5 separate regions of the Mus musculus genome follow, and regions 1, 2, 3 and 4 are each linked to region 5. A link is a contact called in public promoter capture Hi-C data. All regions are on one chromosome and are shown on one strand. The core of a region is the stretch at or near the end of the contact, and the rest is flanking DNA. Distances in the headings are between cores, read along the strand shown.

What was found. Promoter capture Hi-C pulls out the DNA fragments that hold promoters and counts their contacts. Capture Hi-C pulls out chosen DNA fragments and counts their contacts.
Region 1: a contact with region 5 is called in a promoter capture Hi-C map of adipose tissue, with 2.6 times the contacts expected there. The contact joins the promoter of Bnip1 here to the promoter of Decr2 in region 5. A contact is called at or near these places in 2 of 39 promoter capture datasets (hematopoietic stem and progenitor cells and liver), 1 of 15 datasets of contacts at CTCF or cohesin (the NIH/3T3 cell line) and 3 of 9 other capture datasets (adipose tissue, liver and macrophages).
Region 2: a promoter capture Hi-C map of liver shows a contact between it and region 5, with 2.5 times the contacts expected there. The contact joins the enhancer-like site here to the promoter of Decr2 in region 5. A contact is called at or near these places in 3 of 39 promoter capture datasets (the SN4741 cell line and liver) and 1 of 115 datasets of contacts at active chromatin or transcription factors (pancreatic cancer cells).
Region 3: a contact with region 5 is called in a promoter capture Hi-C map of hippocampal neurons, with 4 times the contacts expected there. The contact joins the promoter of Kifc5b here to the promoter of Decr2 in region 5. A contact is called at or near these places in 2 of 39 promoter capture datasets (hippocampal neurons and liver).
Region 4: a promoter capture Hi-C map of liver shows a contact between it and region 5, with 3 times the contacts expected there. The contact joins the promoter of Cuta here to the promoter of Decr2 in region 5. A contact is called at or near these places in 1 of 39 promoter capture datasets (liver), 1 of 115 datasets of contacts at active chromatin or transcription factors (memory CD8 T cells) and 1 of 9 other capture datasets (adipose tissue).

Annotation. Positions count from the first base shown.
Region 1 is chr17:26,779,698-26,782,421 of GRCm38.p6, forward strand. Bnip1 (BCL2/adenovirus E1B interacting protein 1) reads left to right here and starts at 1,382. Exons shown (of 6, transcript NM_172149.5): 1 at 1,382-1,479. The coding sequence starts at 1,396.
Region 2 is chr17:25,280,822-25,283,521 of GRCm38.p6, forward strand. No RefSeq gene overlaps it. Among named protein-coding and RNA genes, the nearest start is that of Gm17801, 8.0 kb to the left of the region's middle. Within about 2 kb of position 1,425, at least 63 of the 459 cell types and tissues checked have an H3K27ac peak or open chromatin away from gene starts, as enhancers often do. A contact at or near this core is called in liver, where this site is marked.
Region 3 is chr17:26,915,734-26,918,433 of GRCm38.p6, forward strand. Kifc5b (kinesin family member C5B) reads left to right here and starts at 1,358. Exons shown (of 11, transcript NM_053173.2): 1 at 1,358-1,552. The coding sequence starts at 1,535.
Region 4 is chr17:26,938,239-26,940,938 of GRCm38.p6, forward strand. It overlaps Cuta (cutA divalent cation tolerance homolog), which reads right to left and starts at 1,300. Exons shown (of 7, transcript NM_026307.3): 1 at 1,213-1,300; 2 at 1,079-1,130; 3 at 646-854; 4 at 489-548; 5 at 334-379; 6 at 180-229. The coding sequence starts at 1,120.
Region 5 is chr17:26,088,773-26,091,472 of GRCm38.p6, forward strand. Decr2 (2-4-dienoyl-Coenzyme A reductase 2, peroxisomal) reads right to left here and starts at 1,392. Exons shown (of 9, transcript NM_011933.2): 1 at 1,192-1,392; 2 at 157-225. The coding sequence starts at 1,271.

The DNA.
Region 1 (2,724 bases), core at 132-2,631, 690 kb after region 5:
TCTACCCCTTGAGTGCTGGGATAAAGTCATATGCTACCACACCCAGATAAAAAGGATATAGGAAAGCTTGTGTGGAGCTAAAATGCATGTCTAGTAGCTGCGGTGTTAATCAGTGCCTGTAATTCCAGCAGTTCTAGGTCATCCTTGGCTACATAGGTAGCTGGGAACCAGCTTGGGCTCTGTGAGACCCTGCCTCAGAAAAGCAAAGAAAATACTTAGGGCCTTTCACCTGTCCCGTGTGTTCTGTCATCGTCCTCCACCCCCTCTTCCTTCCACTTCTATAGCCTAACAAATCAAGTGCAGCTGCTGGGCAGAAGCATTTCATAGAAAATGGCCGCACGTAGGGAAGTAACTCCCAGAGTGTTTCTTAACAGTACATGTATAGCAACTAGTGAGCACTGAGTTCAATGCTACATTATCAACACCTCATTCCATCCTCTAGGTGACCTAACTTAGGAGTGATGCTACTGAGGAAACTGATTACAAGCCTGGAATCCAGGCCTTTGATACTTGCAGCCAGCTACTGAGCACCTTTTAGGAAGTGGGTGGTACAGGGTGCTTTGGGACAGGTAGGCGTGGAGACTGGGGGCTGTGTGTGCAGTTTGAGAAAAACATTTTAAAAAGAGGGAACCCATATCCAAGACGACAGAGCCTGGAGAATCCCGGAGGGTGGGGGAAAAGTGTCCAGTGGTGTTGAGGGCTTAAGAAATAATAATTTTAAAAAACACTACCCTTCTTTGAGGTTTGCACTGACATTGTTTCTATCACACCACACAGTCAGAACTACTCCTATGAGATACTTGGAATCCAATTCTACACAAAGGGCAGGACCAGAGCCATAGAAATGTGTAAGGACAACAATGCAGGATCATGGTTGTACTAATGGAGGTGCCCCAGTGACCTGTATTTAAGTCTGCACCTTTACAAGTTTTGTGTCTTCCTCCATAATGCATACCTACTGTATACATTTTGCTTTAAATTTTAAAGAAAAAAAATGTAACTTTGGTGACATCCGAATTGATCCTTTTTTTTTTTCCATCCAAAAGGTCACTAGAATAGCGGGTTGTTGTTGTATCTCTAGTACTGGGAACAAACCTGAAGGCCATGTGGCATGCCAGCCTATCATCACCTGAGTTGTATTTTCCCCTCCCCCCCACCCCAACTCTAATGGTTCTTCATAATCACATTCCACTTTTCCGTTTAGTAGGAGCAGACCAGAGAAGCTGTGCGTGTTCTACGTGACAAGAAAAGTTTCAGGTCTGGACTCTTGACCTGGTTTGATCCACACGGGGTCTCCCGCAGCATCACATTTGAAGAAGTACGGAAAGGCGGGCAGGAGCCACGTGAACGCGTTCAAGCTTGGCTGCTGCCGCTCGCCGTAGCCGCATTTCCAACATGGCGGCTCCCCAGGATGTCCACGTCCGGATCTGTAACCAAGAGATTGTCAAATTCGACCTAGAGGTGAAGGCGCTTATCCAGGTACAAATTCTTAGGCTCCTGTCCGGCTCTCGATGGCCGCCTTGACATCTTCCAGAATATTCGCGCCTGGTCCGGTTCCAGGATGGCTCCTAAGGCACCATTCGGTCGGTTCCCCGAGATCACTGACCTTCAGGCTTTTCTTTTGTGAACTGTTGGTTTGCCCACCCCTGAGTTACCCTAACACGCCGCTCCCTTTCCTTGGACTGCAGCCGTGCTGGGCTAGCCCGCCCACCCGCATTCTCGGCTGTAGCCCCGCCCCACCCCTCGCCCTGCTCGCCTCCCACGCCCACTTCCCTAAGTTAGGGACCCTGAGGCACCCAAAGCCACCTGGCCCGACAGTCCCTGCCCGAAGCTAACTAAGTTAACCTGGGACGTGGTTGTAATTTTTTGAACAAAGAATTCAAATATTGTGCAAGATCCTGGGTCAGAAGGCAGGCAGTGCCAGTATTAGGACCTGGATGGGGAAAGCCAGCCTAGGAAAATCATTTTAGAGCTTCCCTACCCGGAAACAGACTGGAAAATGAGGCGCTTATCTGGAAGCAGGTCTTAAGTAGGAGACAGTAGTGCAGGAACACAAGCAAGAACAGGGAATGTAGAAATGGCTCCAGAGTTTGGCAAAAAGAACCCAACCGGCTCAGAATACAAGCTGTGACAGCAAATAAGGAAAGGGTAGGGGTGTGACTCCGCTGGTGAGGACTTTGCCCAGCACTGGGTTCGCCATCCCCAGTGCTGCATAAATGGGCTGTGCCTAGCTGTTGGGGTAAGCTTGGCTTTACTAGCCCCTATAAAAAGGAGCATGGAGAGTAGTGCTCTCTGGTAAGCCAGATGTACACTCTGCCACATTAGCAGTTTATCCTGTGCTGTGAGGAAGTGTTGATTTTGTGAGTAAGCTAGAGAACAGGTAAAGAAACGCCGCAAACTTTACTCCTGAGATGTGCAAACAAAAAAAATGGGCCAATTCTAGAAAAATAAACAAGATTTATACAAGTGAGATTACCAGAGGCTGGGGGTAAATTTAGCTCAGAGTAGAGTTAAAGTTTAGCCATGTGCAAGGCTCTAGTTTCAGTCCTCAGAATGCACATGTAAATACATATACATACATAACACAGAGTTGCTAGGGTAGTGGCTCTAGCACTTGGGAGGCATAAGCAGGACCATCATGCATTTGAGGCCAGCCTGTACTACATAGAGTCTTCAAAAAAACAAAACAAAAAAACCCTTATATCCAAAATTTGAAAAGTTGGG
Region 2 (2,700 bases), core at 175-2,674, 810 kb before region 5:
TCCTTCATAATCCTGCTTCTCAGAAAAATCTGTCAGATATTCTGGGCCTGTAGGCTGAAGATGGGTGCCCCAGCCCCACCATCACAGAGCAAGCTTGGGTTCCTGTCCAAGCAGCCAGCGGTCTCCATCATTTCTACAGTTTTGGAAGCTGCTTGCTCTGCATTTCCTGTACTTGGGCAATGTTTTCTTTCTCAGGTCTCTGATGGGGCTGAAGACTAGTTACTTAGAGTCTCACAATTAACCTGAAGTTGATTAGGATTTAAGAAAATATTTTCAGGTGTAAAAAGATTTTTTTTTTTTTGGTTTGTAATATAAGAAATGATAAAAAGCAATTTAGGAGGTGGGGCAGTGGTGGCACATGCCTGTAATCCCAGCACTTGGGAGGCAGAGGCAGGTGGATTTCTGAGTCCGAGGCCAGCCTGTTCTACAGAGTGAGTTCCAGGACAGCCAGGACCGCACAGAGAAACCCTGTCTCTGAAAATAACAACAACAACAACAACAACAACAAAAAGAAGCAATTTAGGTTCTGAACTCGGGGCTTGCCAGGGTTGGATAGGGAGTGGCGTACTTTCTCCAAGGCTACCAATACAGATGGACTAGACAATGGGAACGTAATTCTTACCTGATAGTTCTCATAATTGGTTTTTTTTTTGTTTGTTTTGTTTTGTTTTGTTTTTTTTTTTTTAGAAGAACAGGTATCATATCTTTCTCTTATATGAATTTCCTGGATTTTTTTTTCCATTTTTTATTAGGTATTTCGCTCATTTACATTTGCAATGCTATACCAAAAGTCCCCCATAGCCACCCACCCCCTCTCCCCTACCCACCCACTCCCCTTTTATGGCCCTGGCGTTCCCCTGTACTGGGGCATATAAAGTTTGCGTGTCCAATGGGCCTCTCTTTCCAGTGATGGCCGACTAGGCCATCTTTTGATGCATATGCAGCTAGAGTCAAGAGCTCCGGGGTACTGGTTAGTTCATAATGTTGTTCCACCTATAGGGTTGCAGATCCCTTTAGCTTCTTTGGTACTTTCTCTAGCTCCGTTTGTTTTGTTTTTTTGTTTTTTTTTTTTTATTCTTTGAGACAAGATTTCTCTGTATAGCCCTGGTTGTCCTGGAACTCACTCTATAGACCAGGCTGGCCTTGAACTCAGAAATCCGCCTGCCTCTGCCTCCCGAGTGCTGGGATTAAAGGCGTGCGCCACCACTGCCCCGCTCTCATAATTGTTCTTATTGTATATAGCTTATTGCTGTTAGAGAAAATCCTTTTATTGGACTAAAAGGGGGAGATGTTGGGATTTCCTTTTTGTGCACCGTGTAAAGGGTGTCTATTATTTAAGTGCCAGTTGCTGTACTGGCAGAGAGCTGGGCACAGGCTGGACTTTGGTACTGTTATCTGTATTGGATCATCACCCGCTTTAGCAGTTTGTAAACAGTCACTCCCCTTGCCTTCTGATTGGTTTAATAAAGATCTGGTGTCAGTAGGTGGGCAGGAGAGGAAAGGCGGGACTTCCGGTCGAGATAGGAACTCTGAGGAAGAATTGAGAGGCGGGAGATTCGCCAGCCAGCCAGGCATGGAGGAAATCGTACATACCAGGGCTGAGTGAGAGGTAGCAGGCCTCGAGGCACACACGGACTAAAATAAACGGGTTGATTAGGTTATATGAGCTAGTTGGGAAATAGTCTAAGTCATAGTGCCTAAGCTTTCATAAATAATAAAAGTCCGTGTCATTCAGGAGCTGGTGGGTCAGAGACACTCTGGTGATCAAGGTTACCATCCAGAGCATCTGAAGAACTACAACTCAACAGCAACACCTTTTCTAGCCCAGATCTGGATGTCTTTTGCTTCCTCCTCACACTGAAGCTATACCACTGACTCCAGGGTCTGTCAGCCTCGGCCGAGCAAGGAAGGTAGCCCTTCCTTTCTCTCTGTAATAGCCAGCCTTGGTTGGTTGTCAACGTGATTTAGAATTACCTAAAAGCCAAGCAGCTGGGCTCGCCTGAGAGAGATTTATCTTGACTGGATTTGGGACGACTAAGATATTGTTCTGTTACTGTGAGAACCTGGGGCTGGAGAGATGTCTCAGTAGTTAAGGTCACTGGCTGCTCTTCCAGAGGCTCTAAGTTCAATTTCCAGCAAATACATGGTGGCTCACAACCATTTACCCTGGGATCTGATGTCCCCTTCTAGTATGCAGGCATGCATGCACACAGAGCACTCGTACATAATAAGCAAAAAACAAAAAAACAAAAAAAACCCAAAAACCCACCATGACCAAGGCAACTTATAAAAGGAACCAATTAGGGGCTTCCGTACAGTATCTGGAAGCTTATAACCTCATGCACAGGCAACAGGCAGAGAGAGAGAGAGAGAGAGAGAGAGAGAATCTTGGCCTGGCCTTGGTCTTGGCGCCAACAAGGCCACACCACCTAACCCTTCTAAAACCATGGGGATAAGACATTCAAATATATGTGTTTATGGAAGACATTCTCATGCAAACCACTATAAAGACCATCCTAAACCTGGAGCATTCGAGGTGGGAAGAGCCACCCTAAATATGAGCCACATCTGATGGCAGCCCACATAAAAAGACATGGAAGAAGGAAGCTTTTGCTTTTTGCCTGCTTGCACTCACTCTTGTTGGCATATTCATCTACCCCGCAGCTGAGGCGTTACTTCCCTGCTATTAGAATCCATTTC
Region 3 (2,700 bases), core at 108-2,607, 830 kb after region 5:
TCAGTAGAAGACAAACTCATATTCTATCACACAATAAAACTTTTGCTTTTTTTCTAGAAAGTCACTAGGGAAATACTGTCTAGTTTAAAATTATAACCAGTTTGTAAAATTATAACCAGAAATTTTTTAGTGTTCCCTCATTAACATTTGTAGACTTGGAAACATCTCAAGTAAGAGGGCTGTAGATTTACAACTTGGTGTCAAGAAACATACTGTTTATTTACCCAGTTATGTATGTATGTGTGTATGTATGTATGTATGTATGTATGTATGTATGTATGTATGCAGGTATGCATGTGTGTATTTCTTTATTTAAGACAGGGATTCTCTACAAAGCCCTGGCTGCCCTGGAATTTACTTTGTAGACCCGGTTGGCCTTGAACTCAAGAGATCTGTCTGCCTCTGCATTCTGAGTACTGGGAACTGGGATTAAAGGTGTGTGCCACCAAGCCTGGCTTATAGTTTTGTTTTGATTTTTTAATCTAAAAGATTGTTTATTGACCTGGGCATGGTGGCACAGGGTAGCCCTGGCATCTCTAAGTTCAAGGCCAGCCTGTTCTACAAATAGAATTCCAAGACAATCAGGGCTACACAGAGAAACCCAATCTCGAAAAAACAAAATAAATATATAATTTATGTTATTTATATATATTATATATGCTTATATATAATAGGTATTATTGAGTATATATTATGTATATGTGTAAAGATATGTTTATGTATATAATACATATTGTTTATGTATAATATATATTATTGGAGGCAGGAGGGGCACAGAAAACTTTGTGGCGAATTAGTTCTCACCTTCCACATTATATGAGTTTCAGGGATAACCAGTTTGCTATCCTCCCGGACCTGCTCTAGACTTATGACTTTATTACATCTCCAGATATGGGCTCCAATTTTTCTTTTACTTTTTTTCTTTTTTGAGGACAGGTCAGCGCCATCAACCAGCTCCCACTTTTCGGACCTGAGAAAGCGGACCAAGAGCAACCTCGGTTTAACAGTCTCCAGTCTACAGGTTTGTCGAGGAGGTGTGCAGGTTCAGCAGCAGCCGCTAGGTGGCGCTCGCTCCGCCCCGACACCGCTCAGGCACCTTTGCACATGCGTATTGCCTCCCCCACGCCACTCCTCCACACACGCGCACTTCTGACGCAACCAGAGGCCTAGCTCCGCGCTCCGGAGGGGGAGAGGGAGAAATAAGGAAGAGCGGATCCGGAAGTAGGATCCAAGGGGTCTAGTTCTCTTGCTCCGGCGGACTAGAAGAGTCGCGACTCAGGGGGCGTGGCCCCGGAGGCGGAGGGCGCCGTGATTGGCTCGCGACCGCAGCGCCGGCGCGGATTGGCCTCTGCGGATTGAAGTGCGTTGACTGCGCGGAGGTTGAAATTCAAAAGTGACTGGTGTGGCGGATTGGCTTGGCCGATTGGCCTGGCGAATTGGCCTGGCTCCGACGTTTTGCGGCGCGAGCCCTTGAGAGGACGCGGGTCTCGTCACCCTGCCTGCTGCCTTTGCATCCCTTCCTGTGCGGACCACCATGGACGTGCAGGCGCAGGTGAGTGCGGCGGTGACGGCCTGGCGCCAATAGCGGAGGACGCAGGCCGGCCGCCCGGAGACCCGAGTCCCGGGGACAGGTCGGGGCAAGCCGTCCTGCAGGGGAGGGTCGCACCGCCTCGCGCCCAGGACACCAGCGGCCGAGTCAGTGAGGGCACACACACACACACACACACACACACACACACACACACACACACGGCGAGGTCCCAGGACAGTCGCTGCGACGTTGGTCCGCCATTCCAGTCGTGCAGGCGCTACCATCCCGTGTCCCTTATCCCCCTCCAGCATTTCCCATTTCGAATTCTCAAGCGGATTCGACATGTTTGTGCTTCTCAGTTCTTGCAGATCGCCTTGTGGGAGAAGCGAGGGTTCTGAGAGAAGCCTTGTCGCTTGTCCGCAAAGTACATTTCTTGCTGATATCCTGTTGTGTTGCTGCTGGATCGAGATAGAGGAAGGGGAGAGGAGAAATGGGGGCATCGGCCCAGAGGATCCTTATTCCCTCGCCTGCCTCTTCCTTTTGCTCATTTGGACTGCTGACTAGTTTATGGGGGTGCCCTTCTCCACCACAAGCATCTGAGGCGTATGTGTGTGGTAATTAATGGACTGATCTCTCTGGTGTCAGGAAAGACCGGCCTGCATTCTTTGTTTACCAGCATTTCAGTCTAGACTGACTCACAGTCGGTGTTCAGCTTGAAGAGACTTTCTGGTATACTCACAGCCAAAAGGGAGAGCACTGCACTGTGACAGGTGACAGTTAAAAAGTAAAATAGTTTTTCTCAGATTTGTTCCTGCAGTATTTGCCAAGCATCTTCTGGCCCTGCACAGCTGTACTTATGTAGGAGACAGGAGTCCTAGCTACCAGTGAGCTGACAGTCCCTGGGGAGACAGACATAATACAATTTGTATCTCTATTGGGAGGGAGTGAAGGACTGTAAAGGTTCAAGCAGATGGAAGGGGAAGAAGAAAGCTAGGAGGAGCAACATTAAGGTACGAGTTAAAACTGGAAGGAAGAGGTCTGTGGTGCAGTGCTAGGGAGCATCCAAGAAACACACCTGGGTCTATAATCCCCTGAACCAAAAGCAACAAACCATCCTGAGGTCCGTTGTGCACCTGAGGTCACCTGTGAGGAGGCTCAGACCAGAGCTT
Region 4 (2,700 bases), core at 50-2,549, 850 kb after region 5:
CTGGACTCCCCAGTAAGTTCCACCACACAGTGTCCACCTCAGCGCTTGGGGGAGGGGAGGCGGGGAGCGGGGTTTCTTCTCACTCAGTGGCAGAGTGTTTGCCTGAAATACTCAAGGCCCTGCCTGGTTCATCCCCCAGCCCCACCACCACCACCAAAAGAAAATCTCAAAGTTCTTACCGAACAAACTCTGTCAGAGCAGGGACCAGGGAGCTTTGGGTTTTAATCATCTAAAGGGCAAAGACAGACATAGTTCAACCAACGGGGTAGAGAACTGGTGTCAGGAGAGGGCCAGAGTTGTCAAAGGAGCCAGGCAGGGGGGGAATTTTCTCACCATCAGCACCTCACTATCTTCCTCGATCTTTCCTTTCCATTCATAGCTGAAGAGGTCAGAGAAAGAAGGGAACAAAGTCTTGGGAAAGGAAGATTTCTCCCAGAAAAAGCTCTCAGCCCCTCCGGGTAGATTTCCGTTTCTAACTGACAACTCACATGGATGTGATCTGCGGGATGAGGTTGACGCAGGCTGCCAGACGCTTCTCTACCACTGCCCTGAGGGTGAAGCGAGATCAGAGTGTGCACGACCCGGAAACAGCACCCTTCCCCTAACCCCAACGCTCTCTCTAGGTCATCTGGCCGAGGTCCCCACCTGGCGATCTCCTTGGCGACTTTTTCGTTGGGACAAGTGACAAAGGCTGCAGAGACTGATCCTGGAACGTAGCCGGAGCCCGAGGCCGGAGGGGGCTGGGACGGAGGGCTTCCAGAAGCCATTGACAGCAGAGCTCGGGGTAGCAACAGAAGGCGGGAAGCCACCGGCAGTAGCGCTGGCATCCAAAGAAACGACAGGAGCAGAGTGGCCTGGAGCAGGGGGGAGGGCGGATTCAGTGTCCCCACAACTGCCCCAGGAAATTGCACCTGGGCTGCCTTCTGGGGCAGACACCAAGCCTCTGCGCTGCCTTTTCTGCACCAGGAAGAAAAAAAAAAATGTCCCTGAAACTTAAAAGAAACTTGGGACAGCTCCTCTGTTCCGCTGCAGAAGCTGGGTGAGACTTCGAGACCGGAAAAGGCGGGGCCAGACTCACCCCTCCGCCGAGCAAGACGCCGGGCGCCCGCCCCCAGTTCATGCAGCCCGCGCTGGTAGAGAAAAGAAGAAATCAATGGCCGCTCATTGCACGGACGAAGGACCCCGAGCCCCGGCGGAGCGGCCGCCTCTTACCTGCAGTAGCCACGTGACGCGAAAACAGTGTGCACCACGTGACAGGAGCAGCCCTGCCTTCCCGGAGTCTCCAGACCTGGCCAATCCCGGCCCTCAAGTGGCCCGGTAGCCCCGCCCTCTTAAGTGGGCGTGGCGTCGAGCCCTCCGACCAATCGGCAGCTTTATCTGAGGTCGTGCGCCCCAGCGGCCCGCCCATTTCCGTGAATCCTCAACCGGTTGCTGGCAGGGGAACGCCGCTGCGGCGACCCGCCGTCACGTGATGAGGCCTGTCCTTTCAGGCGGCGCCGCCTCAGGAGCAGCGAGCGGAGGCCAATTGCTGGCCGGCCTCGCGGTCCACGTGACGTGAGACCTGGCGACCCGCGCTGTCGCTGCGTCAGGCTGGGGCCGGGGAGTTGTCCTGAGCTCCGGAGTGTGCCTAGTAACAGCCCCCCTCCCTCCCCGCGCTGACAGGCAGCCTTGGGTGGGGACAGTTCCCCCCACCCCCCGCCACCGCCCTTGCGTTAGCACCGAGCTGAGAAGCCAGCTGTCCCTGGGTAGGGGGCAGTGATCAGGCAGGCTCAGACCTGGCACTGCCGTGGCTGGGAGAGGAAAGACACCTTTTCAAAGCACTGGGTGACACCTGTAAATGGGCTAGTGGGTGATGGAAGATACCCAGAGCCCAAAGCTTCGGACAGAGGCTGACAAATGAGTGGAGAGGAGAAATGAGAGTTGCAAGTTAGAGTTCAGAGTGTGACCCTGTTCTTTCCCCCTTGCTGACTCTTCTCCCCAGGACTGGCCCACCTCTCGGTCTTGGGTCTCCTTACCTTCATCCATTCCCCCAAGGAACCAGGACCTGCCCTACATAACCTCCCTGGAGCCTAAACACATCCAGTGACCCAAAAATGGAGAGGGGACCAGTGAGAGGACAGAGAAGAGGGTGGAGACAGCAGGAAAAAGGGCCCTGCCGCCCAAATATTAGCCCTCCCTCCAAGGTCTGGGGTCCTTGGCATGGGTGGCTCCTGTTAGGCTTCTGCATTTTCTTGAGTTGGGGGGGGGGTTCTCAGAGATCCTTGTGTGTGTAGGTGAGGGGTTGGGGGTCCAATATTTGGGTCCTGTGGGGGTGGGGGTCCAATATTTGGGCCCTTCCTAGGGTCTGGGTTACCTGGGGAGTTGTTTCAGGAAATTGAACCTCGCAATCGGTCACTAACTCACATCTTTCAGATGTAATGTATTTTAGATCTCTATGTGGTCATCTTCATCTTTGGGTCAGCCGAATGTCTCCTCCTTCATCCCCAAGTTTGCAGTTTCTTTGAGATACGAATGTGGGGTTTCTTACCTCTAGCTAGATTCTAAAATTTAATTCTGGCCTGGGGCACTTTCTAATATTGGCTTCATCTTTTTCTTTGGGTCTAGGTCTCTGTTTTGGGTCTCCCAAACTACAAGTCCAGGGTTCGAATAAGATTAACATGGGTCTGGAGAACCTTGCTGACACTAGAGTCTCATATTCTG
Region 5 (2,700 bases), core at 142-2,641:
GAGGCTGTGAGGCTAGTCACACACAGTCTCAACTAATTCTAGGAGACCACAAAGGTCCTGACCTCTCCCCAAGACAGCATTCAACCACTCCCCCAAATCCACCAAGATCCAGACAAAGGGACGTAAGGTGGCAGGAAGGGTTCCGGTAGTGTGTACCTCATGAAAATCTCTGCGATCCGGAAGCCAATCCCAGAACCACCACCTGTGATAAAGGCCACTTTGTCCCTTCAAAAACAAGAAAATGTAGTCATTTTTAAATATTTATTTGTTTTACCAGTATGAGTGTTTTGCCTGTGTGCCTACAGAGAGTTGAGTCCTCGTGTGGATGCTGGGAACCAATGCTGGGTCTCCTGCAAGAACAGTAAGTGCTCTGAACTTATTCAGCCATCTCTCTAGTCCCTAAACTCTTCTTTGAAAACCATGTTTTAGCTTGATGGGGGATGCATGCCTGTAATTCCAGCCTGTGAGAAGTGGAGACAGGGGGACCAAGAATTAAAAGCCAGCCTGGTCTACAGAGAGAGTTCTAGGACAGCCAGGGCTTCACAGAGAAACCTCATCTCGAAGAGCTTTAGATAGATAGATCTCTGTTAACTCAAGCTCAAATAGATAAGCGGCCCGTGGAGAACTTTCACTCCATGAACTTCTACCCAGTTTCGCTATGAAGGAAAACATGCTCCTGCTAAACAGGTACTCAATGAATTTGCAAGACATAAATCCCCAGCCATAAAACTGCAATCTTTAAAGTCGGTTATTTTTAGGCTCCCTAGAAGTTCGGAGGTGAAGGAGTTTATTTAGCCTAAAATTTTCTGCGTAGTAAGTTACCAAGAGAGACTTGTTTTCAAAAGTGAGCAAGCGCCGGGCGTGGTGTCGCACGCCTTTAATTCCAGCACTCGGGAGGCAGAGGCAGGCGGATTTCTGAGTTCGAGGCTAGCCTGGTCTACAAAGTGACTTCCAGGACAGCCAAGGCTATACAGAGAAACCCTGTCTCTAAAACAAAACAAAACAAAGTGAGCAGCTTCCACCCTCAGTCCCTCATCCCATTCTTCCAGAACCCCAAGAAACTTCAGGTCTACGATTGCCCAGGAACGGAGTACTGAGCATCTGTCCTCTGTGATGTCACATCCAGTGGCAGATTCGTTAAACCCTGTGCCCCAAGTCTGGATCGCCCCCTGGTTCCCTGCTTTAGCTCACTGGAGAAGATCCGGGCAGAAGAGATGGTGGTATTCAGGAAGACAGTCATCCCCCTCAACGTCGGGCGGCGGCTGGGCCATGATTGCTGCGTGTCCGGGATGGCAAGGACAGTGGAACCAGGAACCAGATCTACCTTTCCAACGCAAAACGCAGCGTTCTGCAGGTTGCTCGCTCCGCCCAGAAAGATCCAGGACCAAAGTTCTGCCCCCACATCAAGCCGCCCATCAGACGGGGGTGGGACAGGGGCGCCCCACCCCAAAAAGGTGCCTGGGCCCTTCAAGCCTTCCTATCACAGACCCTCCCGCAACTCCCAGCCTCCAGCCCTTCCCACTCGACCAGGCGGACACCCCGCCCTCGGTGGCGCGCAGCCTGCTGGGACTGAGAATGGGAGGAGGCACTGATACAGAGGCCCAGAGACGCTCCAGCCAGTTAAATGCCCGGTTCCTTTCCCAGTTGGTGTCTGTGCAGCCACTTAGTCCATATACCCAAGCTGGCCGGGCTGCGTGCTATCAGCTGTGGAAGTCGGAACTCCAGATGAACACCGCTCTTGGACACTACCTCCCAGTGCAGAGAATCTGGAGCTTGCAAACCCAATAGCTCCCTCTCGTGGCTAACCCGGGTGGAAAGTCCAGAGTGAACCTCTTGCTGGCTGGCAAGAATCACTGCACTGAAACTCAGAGAACCAAGAACTGGGTTCCATTGTCTAGATGTCAAAGAGTGAAATGACTTATCAAATTAGCCACAGAAGCTGTCATGATGTACCTGCAACTGAATCAGTGACTCTGGGATCCGGGGTGAGATGTGACTTACATGTGTCAATGTGAACATAAATGGACATCAGGCCGTGGTGGTCATCATGGACAGCATCAGGTCGGGAGTGGAGGATACTCTTTTGTGCCTGGGTTGCATTGAGGGAGAGATGAGAGTAGCCCTTGGAGTGTTAGGCTCTGCTGTTCCAACTTCAGGAGACCTGATACACAATACCCACAAAGACTGGTGTGTACTCCTACTGAAGGCTCGCTCACTGGGCCTTGAAGAAGCCTCAGGTCCGGTCTATTCTTTACTGCCATCCTCAGACAAATCAGATGGGCAGGAGCTATACCAGCGCCCGCAAAAGAACCCCAATTGGATTCTCAATTTCATGGGCCCTGGATTCTTGCTTGGTTCTTGCATTTACCCAAAGTCGAGGGATCCTTCCTTTCTTTACTCAAAGCTCTAAGCTTCAGGCCTAATGTTTTATACCATGCATAAAAACACTCATTAAAGTGCTTGAGTAAAGCAATTTCCTCCACATTTGTCATGACTATGGGACATCATGGTGCATCATTGCTCTGGTGACCTATAGCTTGGCCCTGTAGTCGTGCCAATGAAATAAGTAGAATACGGTGGTAGCTGGGACTAGGGGAGTAGTAATCCAGGATCGGCATTATACACTGGCCTTAACTCCTCACCTAGGACTTTCTACTCCCCTGTAGGAGGTAGGTAAACTGAAAGCAGGATCCCATCAGG